Regions from separate parts of the Sus scrofa genome. Here region 2 is linked to region 1. The links are chromatin contacts, called in public promoter capture Hi-C maps. All regions are on one chromosome and are shown on one strand. Each heading gives the region's core, a stretch centred on a gene start, on an enhancer-like site or on the middle of the called end of the contact. The rest is flanking DNA. Distances are from core to core; before and after follow the strand shown. Region 1 holds the start of RALBP1 (ralA-binding protein 1). Region 2 has its middle 16 kb from the start of TWSG1.

Evidence for each region. Promoter capture Hi-C pulls out the DNA fragments that hold promoters and counts their contacts.
Region 2: a promoter capture Hi-C map of liver shows a contact between it and region 1, with 4 times the contacts expected there. The contact joins the enhancer-like site here to the promoter of RALBP1 in region 1. A contact is called at or near these places in 1 of 5 promoter capture datasets (liver), 6 of 47 Hi-C or Micro-C datasets (embryonic fibroblasts, epiblast stem cells, fetal heart ventricle and 2 more) and 1 of 2 datasets of contacts at active chromatin or transcription factors (skeletal muscle).

What each region holds. Positions count from the first base shown.
Region 1 is chr6:98,597,484-98,600,898 of Sscrofa11.1, forward strand. It overlaps RALBP1 (ralA-binding protein 1), which reads right to left and starts at 1,462. Exons shown (of 11, transcript XM_003127830.6): 1 at 546-1,462.
Region 2 is chr6:98,692,867-98,696,617 of Sscrofa11.1, forward strand. No RefSeq gene overlaps it. Among named protein-coding and RNA genes, the nearest start is that of TWSG1, 16 kb to the left of the region's middle. Within about 2 kb of position 2,140, at least 1 of the 83 cell types and tissues checked has an H3K27ac peak or open chromatin away from gene starts, as enhancers often do. A contact at or near this core is called in liver, where this site is marked.

The DNA of each region.
Region 1 (3,415 bases), core at 212-2,711:
GCAGAGGTGCGGGAATTTTGTAAAACCTGTTTCACTCTCACAACGACCAAGCGTGGGGGGTGGGGGGTATGCTGACCTCAATAAAGCCTTTAAGCACAAACCTAATAGACAAGGTTGTGAAAAGAATTTTCCCCTCGGATCGGTCCCGCGGAAGCCCCGGAGCTCTGCCGCTCCCGCGCTGGCGGTGGAAGACCGCGAGCCCCTCCCCGCCCACCTGGCAGCACTAGAGGCCGGTCACAGTTCCGCTGCGGTTACGTAAAGGGCCGAGTCCCCAAGCTCCATCCCCGCGCTCAGTGGCTGCCTGAGGCAGAGCCCCAAACCCACCCTCCTCCCCTAGACCCAAGAGCCCGGACACACCGCGGAGTCCCGATAGGCCAGCTGAAGAGCGGGAGAGACCGGCAGTGGGGGCGAAACGCGGAGGAACCCGCCGGGTCCAGCCCGCTAGGGCAGCCACGCCCCCGCCCCCGCCGCGCCGGCCAGGAGCCTGGCCCCGCTCCAGGCTGACATACGCCGCGACCCCCGCCCACCCACCGTTCGCCACTGACCTGCGCCCGCGCCGGGTGAGCGCCTGCCCTGCCGCAGCCGCCGCTTCCCGACTCTCACGCCGCCGCCGCCGCCGCCGCAACCACCTCCTTCGCTAAGCCCTGGGCCGGCCTCTGGCACCCCATTCCCACCCCGCCCCAGCCTCCGCCTGTTTACAATGATTGGGACAGAACCGGACGAGCCGGGCCAGCGCGCACGCGCACTCCTTCCCCGCCGCAGCCGGCTTCCCGGGTCCCCAGCTCGGCGCTGAAGGCCGGAGCCGTCGAGGGCCGGCGCCCTATGCCCCCAGCGTGGAGCACGCTGGGAGCGGTAGTCCACGGAAACCCATAGCCGAGGCTGTAGGCAGTCCTCCGCCAGGAAGCGCACTACAACACCCAGGAAGCACCACGCCTGCCCGGTCCCGGCGCCCGCTGGGGAGAGCTGGGAGCGCGCGAGAGGACGCGCCGGGCTCGAGTCCGCTGGCGCCTGCGCAGTTCCTGGTGGTGGCGGGCGACGCGCACCTTGCCCAAGCGAGGTCTGCGAGGATCGCTGGGGCGGTGCTGGCCGCGGACTGGAGGAGGGCAACGTGTTTCTTAGCTGCGGAAGCTCAGACCTTCCCGCCGGCGGGTTTCAGCCGTAACCAGTTAAACCGGCCCGGAGGCCGGCTCGGCCCGCTCTTGGGTGGGGCCTCCCCCCGCCCCGATTGGGCGCAGAGGCTTCGGCTTCCGTGGGGACTTTGGCTGCGGGTTGCGGCACAGGGAGCGCCGTGGCCTCCGCGGAGAAACTTGTGTAGACTCCGTGCCGGGACTGACCTCGGCATCCCTGAAATTAGTGTCCAGAAGGCAAACCCTCGGGTCTTGCGGTGCAACGGGGTCCCAGTTCCCACCGCCTTCTCTGGCTCGGCGTTTCCCGAGGAGCTCCTTAATTAGAACTGCCCATCGCACGGTTAGCTTGCCAACCAAAAGCATTGAATCTAGAAGAAGACCAAAATAACCGTACTTCCTCCAGAACGCCTTCACAAAAGCTGGAAGAATTGTGCTAATGCATGGCTGGAAACCAGGGGCCTTTAACTGTTACTGTTTCATAAAGTGTGGCGGTTTATTAGAGGAATGATAAAACCGGAATAGATGGCGCTTCCCGATCCTCACATTCCCACCTGCGATGCTCCTCTGAACTTCATTCCATGTTTAGATTGACCTCTCTAATCCATCTTGCCTTGCTCTTTACTCAAGGCTAACAGTAGGTCTCCCTCGTACTTTACATTTCCTTCTCAATAAAGTGCAGCCACCTTGTCTGACCTTCAAGAAGAGCCCACAATTAAAATACCAAGTTGGGAGTTCCCGTCGTGGCGCAGTGGTTAACAAATCCGACTAGGAACCATAAGGTTGCGGGTTCGGTCCCTGCCCTTGCTCAGTGGGTTAACGATCCGACGTTGCCGTGAGCTGCTGAGCTGCAGACGCGGCTGGGATTCCGGTTCCTGTGGCTCTGGTGTAGGCCGGTGGCTACAGCTCTGATTGGACCCCTAGCCTGGGAATCTCCATATGCCAGCAGGAGCGGCCCAAGAAATAGCAAAAAGACAAAAATAAATAAATAAATAAAATAAAAGCTTCTGTTTAAGTCTGGAGATACATGAATCTCCAGGACCCATGAAAACTTTTATCTGAAAAAGGAAAAATAAAAATAAAAATAAAATACCAAGTTGGTCTGTGCTTGCCATTGTTTTGACAGCTTTAAAATTTTCTTATTGCCTCACTGGCAACAGCACAGTGTCCTCACCACTGGGATCGATCGGCACGTTAACCAAGCCAGTTAGAATACTCTGCCTTTGGCAGCACCGACTGGGCCAAGGGATAGGACTGATCCAAGTTGGGCATTATTGACCCCTTGCTGGAAATTGTTATATGAACACAAAAAAGGGAGGGAAGATTGCATCTTACTGTAGCAACAGCTGACCGCCACCTTCTTCACAACAAAAAGAGGCCTTTGTGCAGCAGCAATGAATGAAGCCAAAAGGAGACTTGGAGTGCTAGTGGAGGAGGGAGGAAACAAACAGCTGACCGCATGGAGACTGTGTTTCAGTTTCAGAGGGCATGGCTAGCATACCTCTTTCTAAAGTGCTTTGAGTATGTGAACCTAGCCGAGAGAGCCAATGCAGCTATTTATTTATTATTATTTAGGGCTAATTTGTGTGGTTATGGAACATATTTGTTGGTTGCCTCCTGCAATTTATTCCTCCCATTTAAGCCACACAGCATAATTCTTCCTTTTGGTGGTGGAGGCTTTCAGAGATGGTCACCTAACTCAGTCAGAGCCGACGAGATCCACTGAGACTTGGGTTGGAGCTTCTAGTAAACTGCAGCATTCTTGCTCTTCTGGTATGGTGAAAGTTTATGCGGTCTGCAACTGTGGCAGCTGTTTTGCTCCTAAAGAGGAAAGCCTGGAGGGATAGGGTTTATTGGAGAGGCACCAGTACAGCCTGATGATGAAGTCAGTACTGTCAAACGTGCGCTGGGAGACCCTTGTGTTGCTGCACATTAGAGCTGCACTATCCCATCTCACCTGTTTGACCTGTCCTGTAGATGATCCTATAGACGTTAGAATTGTGAGCCATAAATTTCCTGTGTTGGAGTTCCCGTTGTGGCTCAGCAGTTAAGAATCCAGTTAGCATCTGTGAGAATATGGGTACGATCCCTGGCTTTGCTCAGTGGGTTAAGGATCCAGCATTGCCATGAGCTGTAGTATAGGTCAAAGATGCAGCCTGCATCACAGCATCTGTGGCTGTGGAGTAGACTGGCACCTGCAGCTCTGATTCACTCCCTAGCCTGGGAGCTTCCATTCCAGCCCTAAAAAGCAACAACAACAACAACAAAAGTTCCTGTATTATTTAAACCAG
Region 2 (3,751 bases), core at 890-3,389, 96 kb after region 1:
CAGCCACAGCAATGCAGGATCCGAGCTGTCTCTGTGACCCACACCAGGGCTCATGGCTATACTGGATCCTTAACACACTGAGTGAGGCCGGGAATCCACATCCTCATGGATACTAGTTCAATTCTTAACCACTGAACCACAACGAGAGCTCCTAGGCTCTTCATTTTTTTTTTTTTTTTAAGTTTTCTAATAGTCAAAGCTGTCCAGAAGTAACTTAGAACTCATACTACAATTTAAAATTAAGGCAAAGACTGTCAGATCTCCAACTCAGGAAGCCATGGGGGGGGGTGGGATTTAATTCTTATACAAGCACCAATGATCATGAAGGAATTGGTTTGGGATAAATTTAGGTTTCTGCTGTCATCAGCAAAGACTAACCAACCACATAATTTAGTTGCTTCCTCTTGTCCATATTCATAGTGAACACTGAGCAAGTGGCCATGTAGGTCAGCCCTTCTTAAAATGCAGTCCACAGATGCACAGGGATCCCTGGAGAAGCCTGGGGGACCTGTGAAGTCAAAGCACTTTCACAGTAATGGTAAGACAGCATTTGTCTTTTAAACTGTGTTGCCTTTTTATTAAAGCCACAACTGTAAAACTGCTGATTCCTTAAAACAAACTGAGGCAGATGTACCCAGCTGTACTGGGAGCCAGCGCCAAACACTCAGTTTAAAAAAAAAAAAAAAAAAAAAAAAAAAAAAAAAGGCCGACTTCACTTAAGTAGGTCCTTGATAAAGCAGTAAAAATCAGATTAAATTTCAACTTTTGAGTACATGTCTTTTTAGTATTCTCTGTAACAGAAGGGGAGAATTCATACTATACTTTTGTGGCATACCAAAGTAAAACGATTGGAGGAAAAAAGCACTTGAGTTTCGAGCTGAACTGCTTTTTCCATGGAATATCATTTTTACTTGAAAAGATGACAAGCTATAGTTATTCATATTTGATTTCCTGGCATTTTATAGTCTCATATACATAAAGTGAGGTTGTCTCTTTAAGGAAAACAAGTGACAATGTTTGTTGCCAATGATGTTTGGGCTTTTAAGTGAAAATTAGAATTTTGGATAACTTGCATCTGTCACCTAGAATTTCACAACTTAAAAGACCCATTTCTGATGAAATCAGAAGTGATATTAACAAGCTGAGGGTTTTTTTGTACTGTATAATGAAATGTGTCAACACTTGGGAAACACAAATAACTCAGTAAACCAATATTCTCAAAATGATCAATACATGATGTCACAAGATCATGCATGTTAAAAAGACCCATTCCAAATACAAGCCAGATCAATGGATTTCAACATAATACAGTTACGAAGAATTCACAGGTATAGTTTCAGATTCCATGAAACAAATTGTTTTAGAAACATATACATTTGCTGAGGACTCAAGAATAAATGCCCAGAGTTATCTGAAAATCTATTAAAATATTCCTTTTCCTACTGAGACCAGATTTTCTTCAACCAAACCAAACTAACCCCAAAACAGAACAAATAACAGATACAACAGCGTGCAGAAGCAGACAGAAAATTCTAGCTTTCTTCTTTTTGGCCAGATATTAAAGAGAGTTGCAACAATTTAAAATAATGCACTTTCCTGATCTTTATTTTTGGAAATATATTTTTCATAATAATCAACATGAAAAGCATTTATTAACAAATTCCTTAAAAACTGGAGTTCCCATTGTGGCTCAGCTGTAACAAACCCGACCACTATACCTGAGGACGAGGGTTCGATCCCTGGCCTCGCTCAGTGGGTTAAAGAATCCAGTGTTGCTGTGCACTGCGGTGCAGGTCGCAGATGTGGCTCCGACCTGGCATGGTTGTGGCTGTGGTGTAGGCTGGCAGCTGAAGCTCCAATTCGATGCCTAGCCTGGAAATCTCATATGCAAATGCAGCCCTAAAAAACCAAAAAACTCTTTCAACAATGGCACATATCAGTTGATACCGCACATAAGCAAAAGCTCTCAGAGTACTTCTTGGAGTCCAGACAAGTCCTGTGACCAAAAGGTTTGAGAAACTGATTACCCAGGTAAATGCTGTGTAAATTCTCAAGAGACACAGTCCCTGGGACAGCTCATGTACCACCAAGTGTGTGCTGGCTGAGCCCATGAATAACAGACAAGTGTAAATCAGCAAAAGAGCTGGAAACTGCCAACAGGACACAGTTCAGACAAGTCACCTGCTTCCTAAAGTCCATCCACATGCCACTTGAACAAGCAAGCAAGCGCATTACTAGGAACTGCACAGAGGAGCTTGACAACCTAGACAAGATGTAAAGGGTGTCAAGACAACCGTAGGTTAATTCAGGAGAGGATTTTTCAAGACGTCTGATACTCAAATATTACTGGCTTTACAATTAAATAGAGGTAGTGTTGCTAAGAAGCTGAAAGCTATGGTTGCATATCTGTGTGGCTGCTGAGCTGCTAGTAATTGAAGGGAACATTTTTGGAGGGCAGCTGATAGGACATCGACTCTGTATTCTGAAAAAGTCATGACAGTGTAGAAGTATTGTGAAAGTGAGGAAACTAGTCATGAAGAGAAATGGAGAGGCCAGCTATAGACGAGGTCAAAATATTTAGGACAGACCTGACAAAGGATTGGTGTGGAGAAAAGAACTTCCTGCAAATCAATAAAAAGACGACACAATGAAAAATGAGCAAAACATGTGACATTTCACAAAACAGAATGTACAAATGGCCACTAAACATACTACAAGGTATGTTCAACCTTCTTAGGCATCAGAGAAGAGGGTAACCATTGCATATTCACCTAAAATGCTAAAACTAAAGACTGACACCACCAAATATTGATGAGGACTCAAAGGAACCTGGCCTCTCACAGTTGCCAGAAGGGTGTAAAACTACAGCCACTTTGAGAACTGCAGCTTCCACTGAAGTGAGATATACACCCATGCACTACGACATGGTGACTGTAGCCAAGGTATGGACCCAAGAGTGATGAAAGAATGTGTTCACACACACAAAAAAAGACCAGCGTGTTTAGAGCAGTTTTATTCATGAAAGCCCCCAACTGGGAACAATCTAAGTGTCTACCAACAAGAGAGTGAATAAACAGGTTTATACAAAATACTCCCACTCATTCATAAAAAGGAACGGATTACTGACACATGCAGCTTCGGAATTTCAAAGCTTATGTTGAAAGAAAGCAGACACAAAGCAGTACATACCATTTGAGTTCATATACACAAAGTTCAAGAACAAGTACAGGAAACATGTGGTGATAGGACTCTGGGGTGCAGTACTCTGCAAGAGGGCTCAAGGGAACTTCTTGGTTTGGGTGATGGTAACATCAGTGTATGCATTTTTTAGGATTTATCAAACTCCCTACTTCAGATGTGGGCATTTTTATTGGATACAAATTATACAATTAAAAAAAAAAACTGAATAGAAAGGTACTGATAATGCTCTTAAGCTAAGTTATGGGCACAGTGGTGGTATTTTTTTACCCTATAAACATATGCTACATATGTCTCAATCTCTGTATCAACAGCAAATTTTCTTTAGAAGTGGATGAAAAAGACGTTTACCTAAAAGCTTTTTATATAGTACAACTCGAATATCTACATATAGCATGTAACTTTTAAAAATATACATTAAAAATTTATCAATGGGGAGTTCCCATTGTGGCTCAGTGGTAATGAAGCTGACTAGTATCCATGAGGATATAGTAGGTTCAATCCCTGGCCTTGTTCAGTGGGTTAAGGATGTGATGTTGCCATGAGCTGCGGC